Regions from separate parts of the Mus musculus genome. Here region 2 is linked to region 1. Evidence: chromatin contacts called from public promoter capture Hi-C data. All regions are on one chromosome and are shown on one strand. Each heading gives the region's core, a stretch centred on a gene start, on an enhancer-like site or on the middle of the called end of the contact. The rest is flanking DNA. Distances are from core to core; before and after follow the strand shown.

What was found. Capture Hi-C pulls out chosen DNA fragments and counts their contacts.
Region 2: a contact with region 1 is called in a promoter capture Hi-C map of liver. The contact joins the promoter of Zfp952 here to the promoter of Zfp871 in region 1. A contact is called at or near these places in 11 of 39 promoter capture datasets (the 3T3-L1 cell line, the C10 cell line, the HPC-7 cell line and 5 more), 7 of 484 Hi-C or Micro-C datasets (all in embryonic stem cells), 7 of 115 datasets of contacts at active chromatin or transcription factors (bone marrow-derived macrophages, effector CD8 T cells, embryonic stem cells and 1 more) and 4 of 9 other capture datasets (adipose tissue, embryonic stem cells, liver and 1 more).

What each region holds. Positions count from the first base shown.
Region 1 is chr17:32,784,844-32,790,624 of GRCm38.p6, reverse strand. Zfp871 (zinc finger protein 871) reads left to right here and starts at 2,338. Exons shown (of 4, transcript NM_172458.3): 1 at 2,338-2,487. The coding sequence starts at 2,485. It overlaps Gm17115 (predicted gene 17115), which reads right to left and starts at 2,231. Exons shown (of 2, transcript NR_168031.1): 1 at 1,552-2,231; 2 at 186-1,238.
Region 2 is chr17:32,989,993-32,995,773 of GRCm38.p6, reverse strand. It overlaps Zfp952 (zinc finger protein 952), which reads right to left and starts at 2,635. Exons shown (of 4, transcript NM_001045559.1): 1 at 2,516-2,635. The coding sequence starts at 2,536.

The sequences.
Region 1 (5,781 bases), core at 1,089-3,588:
TTCTTTCTTTTTTTTTTTTTGAGACAGGGTTTCTCTATATAACCCTGGCTGTCCCGGAACTCACTTTGTAGACCAGGCTGGCCTTGAACTCAGAAATCTGCCTGCCTCTGCCTCCCGAGTGCTGGGATTAAAGGCATGTGCCACCACGTCCGGCTGCGTTTTCTTGATTTGAATGTTTATTATAGTTTTCCAATAAAGCTTCTTTATTTGAGGTTAAATCACCGGTTATTGTTGTTGTTGTTTTTTAAATCATATTGCTCTTTGAAATGGAACTGATTGCAATTTTCAGGTTGTAGTAGGGATGAAGTTTTGGTTAATTCTGCTGCATAATGTTTGGCCCACCAGGTTAACAGGGAAATAGTGTCTGTAATAGTCACTATCCACAGCTAGGCTCATTGTAAAGTGCATTTAAACCCACAAAGTACCATGCCTCAAATACCAATCACTTTAGAAAATAGAGGAACAGTATGACTCTGTTTTGAACAAGTGTATCAACAACATTAGTTACGAGTAGAAAGGAAAAGAAACATAAAGGTGGTCCTGAAGTAGGAGGCATTGAGCTGAGGCGGGTGCAAAGAAGAATCTGAAAGGGGACCAATGATGATGTCCTAGCAGTGTAGACACAGAGATGTCAAGTATACGCGCACCGAACGTTGAAGTAAGTCAATTTGAAGTTGGCTGAATGTCCTGGGCAGGAGAAACCACACTGGAGATGGAGTCCAAGGACTGACTCAGTTCTTCCCGTGTTGATGACAAACAGTAGGCAAGGAAAAAGTAACTACAAGGGGACAGTAGTGACATGAGGGTGCAGAGGAGGGAAGCTTGTTTAAAAGTACAGAATTGCAAGCAGATAACCTAAAGCCGTCCCAGCCATTAGCAGCAGGCTGAGACCAGAGACCCTGAAAACCAGGCCAGCCTGTGTTCCTTGGGGAAATCTCTGAAAGGGAAAATAATACAGAAACGATAGGGAAAGGAACTAGAGAGAAAAGAGGTAAAAATGGAAAGCAGAGAAGGACACAGTCTGCTAATTTGTCAGTAAATATTAAATATTTTTTATAAATGTGAAGAAGAGAGAACTGGGTGGGAGTCTGAAGAGTTGGGGGCTGGAACGCTGGCTTCGTGGTTTAGAGTGCATATTGTTTTTGTAAAGTACCCAAATTCTGTACCAGGACCCACGTTCTGCAGTTTATAAGTCCATCTCCGCGGATTCAGTGCCCTCTTCTGGCCTCCATGGGCATCTGTTCTTGCGTGACATGCACACAGACACACAAACATATTTTTAAAAAAATAATAAATTCTTAAACAAAATCTGTAAATGCCATCTAGTCATCTTGCTGGCTGCGCCTCAAGTCTTTTTAGCTTTCCTATTTTCGCTCCTGTCTTCTAAAATATCACTTAAAATACCTGTCTGCAGGTTCCCTGACATTGTTCCAAGCTTGCACCTTCTTCACCTTCTTCACAGCAGGAATCTATTATCTGTCTACTGCTTCCCACCCCCACCCCCCCACCCCCGGCCTCTTATAACGCTTTCAGCACCCAGAGCAGGCTTACAATTCCAATCTTCTCTCTTCAAGGCTTCCTTTCTGATTTCTACCATTCCTCTGTGAACTTAGTTCTACCTCCGCAGTCAGGCTGGTTCTCCTGATTGCAGGAATGTCTGCCCTGGAAGTCATCTGTGGAGTATTCCAGGTTTATGTGTTCAGAGTCCTGGAGCTCCGCTGCGACCTGCGCAAACTTCCACTTACTGAAGAATCTTTGGAATGCTTCGAATCTTAAGAATGGTTCTGTGTCCTTCCATTCCCAAAATGTTTTGCTCTAGAAGTGACTTTGTGAGGGCAATAGTGGCGAGGTGGGTTCAAGAGAGAATTTGAAAAGAGTAAGCAGAATGGGTAAATCCCCAGCCACAGAGACCTTGGTGACAACCATCGATCACAAAATGAGAGAGAATATTAGAAGCGCAGCCAAATAGGCATAATTCACATCATTCTTTTCAATGCCATTTCTCACTCACGCAAATAGAATTTAGCCGACATCTTTGCTTTGTTAAAGAATAGACTTCTACGTATGTTTAAATCCATGTAAAATATAAAGTATTCATCCCCTTCACACGTAACGCCAGAAGTAGAGTTTGGGAATCCCACCTCCAGTTTAGACCCCAAGTATCAAGCCTTACGTTCGGATTAGAGGTTTGGCGCCACAGTACACTCGAGAGGATGCTTTTTCTGTCATTTAAGCATTGGGAGGCGTGCACGTGACTCACTGGCCAGTAAGAAAAGTTGCTTGGCTGCATAAACTGTCCAATGAGATTTTCAGATGTTGAGAGAGGGCGGGCACAGAAGCGGAGGATGCCACTTCCCGTCCAGCCATTTTAGGCGTTTGTGTCTTCTGTGGAGAGAGACCCGCAGGTTGTTTTCCCCAGTGTCTGTGTTCCATCCACTTACTGCAAGAGCTGCCGGAGAACAGCAGGACACCCGGTGATTGGAAATGGTACGTGCGGCCAGGCGTCCCGGCTGCGGGGAGGGCGCCGCTAGAAGCGGAGGCGGCAGTGGGGACGCGGCCTTCCAGGGCAGCTGAGTCTGCATCTCATCTGCTCTGCTGGGCCGCGCTGCCCGGGTCCCTCTGGGTGGAGCTGGGCCATCAGGCAGAGCTGCGGTCCTGTCCTTTGCTAAGAGCTCAGTGCTGCGGCCATGGCCTCCCTAGGCATCCGGGCACCCGCAGCGACGCGGCTCCGCAGCCTGGGCGGTGGCGGCAGCGTCGCGGTGAGACACGGGACCCTGGAATTCGTGTGTGTGTGTGTGTGTGTGTGTGTGTGTTGGGGGGCAGGGAAGCCGCAGGGTGTGGTGACCTTGTGTCCTGGGCGTGTTGTCATAAACAGGGGGGACAAGTTTGTGTGTTTCCAATGCCAGAATTTATCGAATAATTAATAATTCACAAGTCATGTGTATTTCGTTAATAATTAATCCAGTAGTCCCGATTTTGCTAACCAGCCATTGGCAATCAACGCGTTTTTATATAACAATCTAATTGCTAACGTTAACTGGAAGATCACACATGAACATTTCACACAAAAACATACAAAATGTGCAGATCACAGAATGACTAAGAGCCAAAGTGGTTGAGTTTAGAGTCTGTCCTGAAGTAGGAGGCATTGAGCTGAGGCGGGTGCAAAGAAGAATCTGAAAGGGGACCAATGATGATGTCCTAGCAGTGTAGACACAGAGATGTCAAGTATACGCGCACCGAACGTTGAAGTAAGTCAATTTGAAGTTGGCTGAATGTCCTGGGCAGGAGAAACCGCACTGGAGATGGAGTCCAAAGGACTGACTCAGTTCTTCCCTGTGGGTAAGTGTGACAGTTGCCTGCCATCCTTTGGGCTTGGGGATGCTCCTTCGTAGTGCCAGGTGAGGGGATTATATGTTGTATACTTTGTGTGGTGTTTCTAATACAATTTGGTATATTTTTAGTTGTTGATATTGTCAGTTTGTCCCTCCTAGTTTTCTAGGAGATAGTGGGCCTTTTTTTTTTTTTTTTTTTTTTGCTTGCGTAAACAAGTTGTACTGCCCTTCCTTTTTCGGGGGAGGGGCTTTGAGTAACTAGTCCAGGTTGTTATTTAATAAAATGGAGTCATTCTAGGCTTGACGTTGTTGGAAAGCAGATATTCCCTACGGTATCACTGAGTGGTCTGCCCTGGCTTCCTCACTCTTGTCACTCACAGATTCAAGGGGAAGCTGTCTTTAAATTCCATGACCTGTGCCTGTAAGTCAGTGAATCTTAGCATTTCTACCTTCTTCTGCTCTTCCTAAACTCACTGGATAGGCGTAGCCATACACATGCGTGCGGCTGGAGTCTGGCTCTGTCATAACGGCTGCTGCCTTCAGATCTTTCTACACATTGACTTTTGTTTTTATATTTTATTTTTTAGTTGTTGTGTATATGTGTGGTGTGTGTGTGTGTGTGTGTGTGTGTGTGTGTTTCCTGCATGCTCCAGCTTGCATGTTTAGAGGTCAGAGAAAGAAGAATGCAGTGACTAATCTCTCCTTTACATGGGTTCCCAGGATTGAACTCAGGACATTATACTTCTGCAGCCAAATGTCTTCACCTGCTGAGTCATTTTTCCGTTCCCTACACATTATTTTAAAAGGCAGAGCCCTGATAGAGGTAGGCCTTACTGGATGTGAGCGCAATCTTGGGTTAGAAAACCCTAAATGTTAGGTTATAAAGTGCCCAATGGTTACCCTGAACAGGGCCTTCCTAACTCTTAGGGAAGACAGGAGTACGCAAGTATACACAGTAGTTACCAGAAGGCCCTAGAGCCTGGAGTGGTTTATTAAGGTGGCATACACTCTCAGTTTTTTCCTTATATAAGCTGGCTGCTTTGTCTAGGCCATCACCAGCTCCTGGCATCCACCTGGAATATACATTATATATATACATTACACACATACACACATATATACATTATATATATATATATATATATATATACACACACATTTTATTTTATATGGACTCAGTGGGGTGGTACCCCACTCATCTTGTTACTGTGAGTGGCTGCAGAGAGAATAGAATGTTAGAATCCAGCAAACGCTTAGGAAGTAACATGTCTAGCGCCTTCCCCCTCACAGATACTGACAACCACCTTACTAAGAGATTGTCAGAATTGCTAGCTAATAGACTTCCAGGTGCCAGGATTTTCCACCCAGAGAAGTCAGTTTACATTAGTGGGTACTAGTGGCCACACCCCCTTCTCCCCACCCTCTTCACTCCCCTGCCTCCTGCCAGGTAACCTGAGAGCCTGCTCCTAGTCTGGCTCCTGCTCTGAAACTAATTCCATCCCCAGGAAGCTGTAAGAGCACCTCTTCCAGGCAGATCCACATTCATTCCGTTCTTTAGAACTAAGGCCACTGCTGCCTGCCTGCCTGCTTCACAGAATCTCAGTCTCAGAACATTTCAGACATCTTACAGAATAAGGGCCGAGATAATGATCACCTGGGAAACAGACCAAGACTCTTTCTGTGTGCATCTTGTGTTTTGTCTTAATCCTTTCTCGTTTCTATTATTACTGGGGTGTTTTGTTTTGTTGTTTTTTAAAATTGAAGTATGTGCCAGATCCCCAAAGTCAGATCTGGTATGATCAGACCCTTCCATTTGTTCTCTGAAAAAGCTAGGTTGATTTATAGAACTGCTGTTCCTTTGCTCTCATTACCGTGTCTCTAATCGGCAGTTTGTGATTGCTGGTCAATCTGTCACGATTGCCAGAATCAGGATATTGGGTTTTACATTTTTGAGTTACTTATGAACTAGGAAATATTTGGACTAATTCAACTGGCTTAATTTATGTGAGCACTTATTCATCTCCTCAGCCAATTTGTTGTCATACAACAATATGAAAATGCAAGCATGTGTAGACACTATCCTCATCTAGCCATATACAGCTTTAAATAGAAAATGTTATAGCACTTATTTCTAGTTATCATTTGTCAGTCATAAGCTAAACTGTTAATTACTGTTTTATTTGTATTTGTGTGTGTGTGTCTGTCTGTCTACTAAACATGTCTGAATGCCCAAGAAGGCCAGAAGGGGTGTCAGATTTTTCTGGAGCTGAAGTAACAGGTGGTTGTGAGCTGCCTGACTCGGGTCTTTGGGAAGAGCGTGAAGAACTCTTGACAACTCTTAAGCTCCTGTGTATCTTTTCTTTTTTCTTTTTGTATCTTTTCTATCATTAAATAATTTCCCCCACATCTGTACTTTTATAAATATGACTTTAAACATAAACAACAC
Region 2 (5,781 bases), core at 1,386-3,885, 200 kb before region 1:
CCTAGCATTGAATAAAACTGAATGTGACTCAAGTCTGCAATCACACCTTAGAGGTAGATAGAGGTAGAGGTAGGGATATCGGAAGTTCAAGGTCACCTTCAACTATATACTTACTTCTAAGACAAACTGATACATAATAACCTGCCTCTCTTAAAACACACACACAAGAAAACCAGGCAGAGGTAGCACGTCTTTAAGACCATCACTTGGGAAGCAAAGGCAGGAAGATCTCTGTAAGTTTGATGCCAGCCTGGTCTACAGAACAAGTCCCAGGTCAGCCAGAGCTACTCAGAGAAACCCTGTCTCAACATCCCCGACCCCCGACCCCAAAAAAAAGGAGTAGAGGAGAGAGGTCTCAGATGCCTCAACTTTTAAGAGAATTTGCAAAGCAAGCCTAATGACATCAAAGTGGAAAGGAGAAAAATAACCACAGAGCATTGTCCTTGGACCTCACAGTACACCCTAGCCGGGTGGTAATACAAAGTATCATTCACACTTAACAGGAATCATTTTTTAAAATGTTACTACACTCAAAACTCAAACTCAAAAAATGTTTTCTTTGAAGCAAAGTTGTTTTTTACTAAGAATACATTTTTTTTGTTGTTGTTGTTTTGATTTTTGAGAGGGGCTTCAGTAGCCTAGGGTCGATGAAGATAACCTTGAACTCCTGATCTTCTAGCCCTGCCTCCTAAAGTCTGGGATTGCAGGCCAAGCGAGGCATATCCACTTGCTTTCAAACTCTGGATGTCACCTAACACCCCCTCTTGATAGAAGGCAAGCATCTCGTGCGTGCACTGCTCGTCGGATCTCTGGATGATCTGAGATAAAAGCTGGATAAGGCACAGCTTCTCGCTCTGCAGAGCTTTGCCATCTAAACTCCCAGGAAGACATTTGTCAAGGATCTCAGTTTAGGACTTTGTTTGGCTATAAAAGTATGTAGAACCTCTTTAATGATGGGACACATTATCCACAAAAACTTGGGTTGCTTCAGGGCAGATGTCACTCATTTTTAGCTCAGAATAAGCCGTCTCATTACTTCCTCCAAGGCAGCATTCTGAACTTGGGCTTACCCAAAAGTCAGAGAAGTGATCGGCAACATTCTTAAGTAGCCGGTGTCTCTCTGCCACGTGCAAGAAGTTTCAGAGCTTTAGTCCATTGTTAGAGTGGGCAGCATGGTGGCACGCAGGCAGACACAGTGCTGGAGAGGTAGCTGAGAACTCTACATGCAGATACACAGGCAGCAGGAAAAGTCAAAAACAGTTTCAACCATTTCAAGGAAAAAAATAAATGGTGCCTTTGTGTCAGGCTGATCATCCCCGACTTTCTTGATGGTCAGAGATTACTATCTACATAGAACAAGTAGTTGAAGGCAAAAACACCAAAGATTTAATATTTCTTCCAAGAACTGTATTCCAATTAAAGACTAATTGACGAACTCTCCTAATTCTTTCTGTTCGGAGAAACCCACCAAGGAAAACCAAATTACAGCTACATGAATCCCTTCCCTCAGGCTTTCCCCCCATTTTTCCATATTTCCACTTTTAACTATTTTGACCAGCATTATTATTCAAAAGAGAGCTCAAAAGCGAGGTTGAAATAGATTTCCAATGGAGAAAAATGCCCTCTACACAACAAGGAGCCTTTGCCTAACATAAATAAAGCCTCGGGTTCAACTGGCCCTACTGTAAGGAGACAGTTGTCTGAATCCACGCATCTCAAGGACAGCTTCACTATCCTGCTGACAGAAACAAACTGAGTCCGTGTTCCCAGGCCCAGGAACCAGCTCCTTTGCCCCTCATCATTTTGAGTTACTCACCAAATGTCCAGGATGAGGCCTGACCACCAAGATTCTGAGAAAAAAGCCTTGAAACCAGGTGGCCCAGGGGAGGCTTCATCACCAATGATTCCTTTACCCCTTTCCTGTGACAAGCCGCAGGAGTCATCAAAATCACATTGGCGACTCCCTTGCCCAACCCCTTATGTCAAAATACGGCTGGACAACGCTACAGCCCACTCACTCCACTCCCCTTTGCTCTGAGGTCTCATCCGAAATATGCTGTGCAATTTTCCTTCCGGGACGGGGTCTATGCTATTGTCCCTGACCGGTCAGGTTTTTCTGCTTAATTAAAATAAAGATCTTGCTTTGCTGGACTCTTGTGCCTGCTTGTGTTTTGTTTTGGGGGGACCCCCAACAGCTGAAAAAAATAAAGAAAACGAAAGAAAAACACACCGTGATCACGGAGGAAAACTACAGCAGGGCAAACGAAAGTGCAAGGGCAGAAAGACCCGCAACAGCGCTCACACACCCTCTGTCGTTCAAAACGCAGTTTGCGTTCAGCATCACCAATCTACCAGCGCTGCAAATTCTGCAGAGGTGTAAGTTCGAGGCATGGACCCACACTGAAAGGACTGGCATGAAACCCGTTTCGTAGTGAAGGGACAGAACTGGACCCTGGTCTCCTGGCAGTGTCACAGATCTGCCATCCTCGAAGCCAGGAGCCCGTGACACACTCACCATTCTCTGCTTTTGATGCATACTGTGTCCTCTCCAAGGAGCCTGAAATTAGAAGAAGTGACAGTAACCGAAGAAGAGTTGACACGACTCTTCCCGCAGCTGCACCGGCTTCAAGATGGTAGCAAGTGAGGAACCCTTCGATTATCTGCGCTTCTTATTGGACAGGGGAATAACAGCGCCGTTGATTGGTGAATAACTCCCCCTGCCTCCTACGAGCTTAATTAAAAAGAAATCAGCCTTTCTGAGTACCGCTGCAGCTAAAATCACAGTTGTCACTCATGACCCTTTTAGCTTGCTCTTCACTAGAACAAACCTGGCGCAACCTGAAGTTTTGTGGCATTTAAGGAAACATTCAGCAGGATTCTTAGTGCATGCGTTTTCCAACTACACACCCTATCCCCTAAAGAACTAATGCTACAGCTTTACAGTGGAGCCTCTAGTGTCAGTACCCCAAGGAGAAAACCCAAGACTTTTCCTTAGGAAGAGTCCCTATGTCAATCTGGGGGCATAGGGAAAAAAAGAGGACCTGACATGCAAGCTCAAGATTTGGGGAGGTTAAGCTAAAGCTTTCGCAAACCTTGTGTTTCAATATACCCGTTTTCTGCCAAGAAAATTAAAACATATCAACAATGAATTCAACTATAAATTGTCTGGAGAAAAATGGAATTGCACACCCGAAGTTTTCTACAAAGGATTCAACAGGTCTGAAAAGCAGCCTTTGGACGTCAGCCAAAAAGGTTTCTTTGCCCAAGGAAATCCTCTATATTCAGGAATGTAAAATGGTCTCAGCCTCCCAGATCAACACTGATTTTGGACCAAGAGCTTCACAGTGGATCTGTTAGGTTCGGGGAGAAGCCAAGAAAATTGATTTCAAAGACAGCAGCTTAAAATGAAAGTTTTATTCTCTGAGTACACAGAGAGGTAGCCAGCTCGGGATCTCTACTGCATACCTGAAGGGAAATAGTATAGCATATTAAAGGATGAAACCACAAGTTCAGGGGGAAGCCGGGTGGGCTGTAGCATTGTCCACTCATATTTTTTTTTAAAGATTTATTTATTACATGTAAGTACATTGTAGCTGTCTTCAGACATTCCAGAAGAGGGCGCCAGATCTCCTTACGGATGGTTGTGAGCCACCATGCGGTTGCTGGGAATTGAACTCAGGATCTTCAGAAGAGCAGTCAGTGCTCTTAACCGCTGAGCCATCTCTCCAGCCCGTCCACTCATATTTTGACACAATGGGTTGAACAAAGGAGTTTCCATTGTGGCTCTGCCCCTGACTGGGAGCAGTCAGTCAGGAAGGTGATGCACATTGGCGACTGGGCCTTATCTGGGGCCACCCAGTTTCAATGTCCTTGAAATCCTGGACATTTGGCCTGTAACTCAAAATGATAAGGGTGCAAAGGGGTGGGCAAGCTGCATGTAATCAGTTAGGTCATGACAGGCAATCAGTGTATAGATTTATGGCGTGTGTACCTTAGTTTCCTTAACAGGCAACTTCTTTTTTTTTTTTTTTTTTTATATATTCTTTACTGGTTATCAGACAAGCAAGAAGCATGTGAAACAACAGAATCAGAGTTGGTTCCTGGGCCTGGGAACATGAACTCAGTTTGACCCAACCAGTAAGATGGAGAAGTTGTCCTTAAGACTACTGGACTCAGACAACTGTCTCCTTACAGGTCATAATGAGCCAGAGACACCGAACATTCACTCTGGAAGCTCTCCATGTCTTCCACTACTTTCTCTACCAGGAGACTGACCTTCCAATGCCTTAATAGTCACAAGGGGGAAAGTGTCATCCACACTCAAGTTATGGGTTTTGCCTTTGGTTTAGATTTTTCAAGACAGGGTTTTTATATGCAGCCTTGCCTGTCATGGAACTCACTTTGTAGACCAGGCTGGCTCGAACTCAGAGATCTGCCTGCCTCTGCCTCCCAAGTGCTGGGATTAAAGGCATGTGCTACCACTGCGTAGGTTAGGCCTGATTTTAGTGGAAATGCTTTGAGTTTCTAAAAGTTTAGGATGATGTTGACTGTGTGCTTGCTGTAAATTGCTTTGATCATATTGAGGTATGTCCCTTAAATCTCTCGTCTCTCCAGAAATTTTATCATTGAGTTTTGAATTGTATCAAACTCCTTTTGTGCACCTAATAAGGTAATCATGTGGGCTTTGTCTTTCGGTCTGTTTGTGTTGGAATGCCTTTGTGGGTTTACATATCTGTAAACCATCTCTGAGATGAAGCCAACTCAATCATGGTGAACAATCTATTTGATGAATTTTTAAATTAAGCTTACAAAACCTTATTGAAAAAATGCATCTGTATTCATAAGGGATATTGATCTGCAATTTTTAATCGGATCTTTGTGCAGTGTTGTTATCAGGGAAACAGTAGCTTCACAAAAAATATTAGGAAATGTTCCTTCAGTTTCTATTTTGTAGAGTAATTTGGGGAGTACCACTGTTAGCTTTTCTTTGAAAGAATAGTAGAATTTCTCACTGCATCCATCCAGCCCTGAGCCTTTCTTGGTTGTGAGATGTTTAATTACAGCTTCTATCTTACTACTTACTATCTTACTAAAGGCCTGTGGGTGGGGCCTAAAGTCGGTGGGCGGGGCCTAAAGGCCTGGGGGGGGGCCTAAAGGCCTGGGGGGGGGGGTAAATTGCAGCAGCCTACAAAATGGAAAAATACATCCATCAGAAGGTATGTGTATAGACTATATAAAGAACTAAAAAACAAACAGTAACAACAATAAAAAACCAACCCTGAACATCAAGAAAACAAATAACTTAATTAAAAATAATATACAGAACTGCACAGGGTGGTCTCATAAAATGAAAATCAAATGGCTCAAAACAACTAAAAGAAATATTCTTAGCCTTCAGAGAAATACAAATTAAAACCACTTTAGGACTTCATCTTGCCACAGTCAAAATGGCAACTGAATAATATTGAATTGTGTAAACATATTACAAAATGGCAAAATGGCAATCAATAAAACAAATGTCAGCACATGGTAGCAAAGATGTGGGGAAATGGAATATATATTCATTGCTGGTAGGCATGCAAACTTGTGCAGTCACCATGTAAATCAGCATTGAGTTTTTTCAGGAAGCTGAGACTCAATCTATCCCAATATCCAGTTATGCCATTCTTGAACATATATGCATAGGATTCTATATTTTCTACAGAGATAATTGCTCATCCCTGCTCATTGCTGTTGTATTGATAATAGCCATAAACTGGAAATAGCCCAGATGTCAAATAA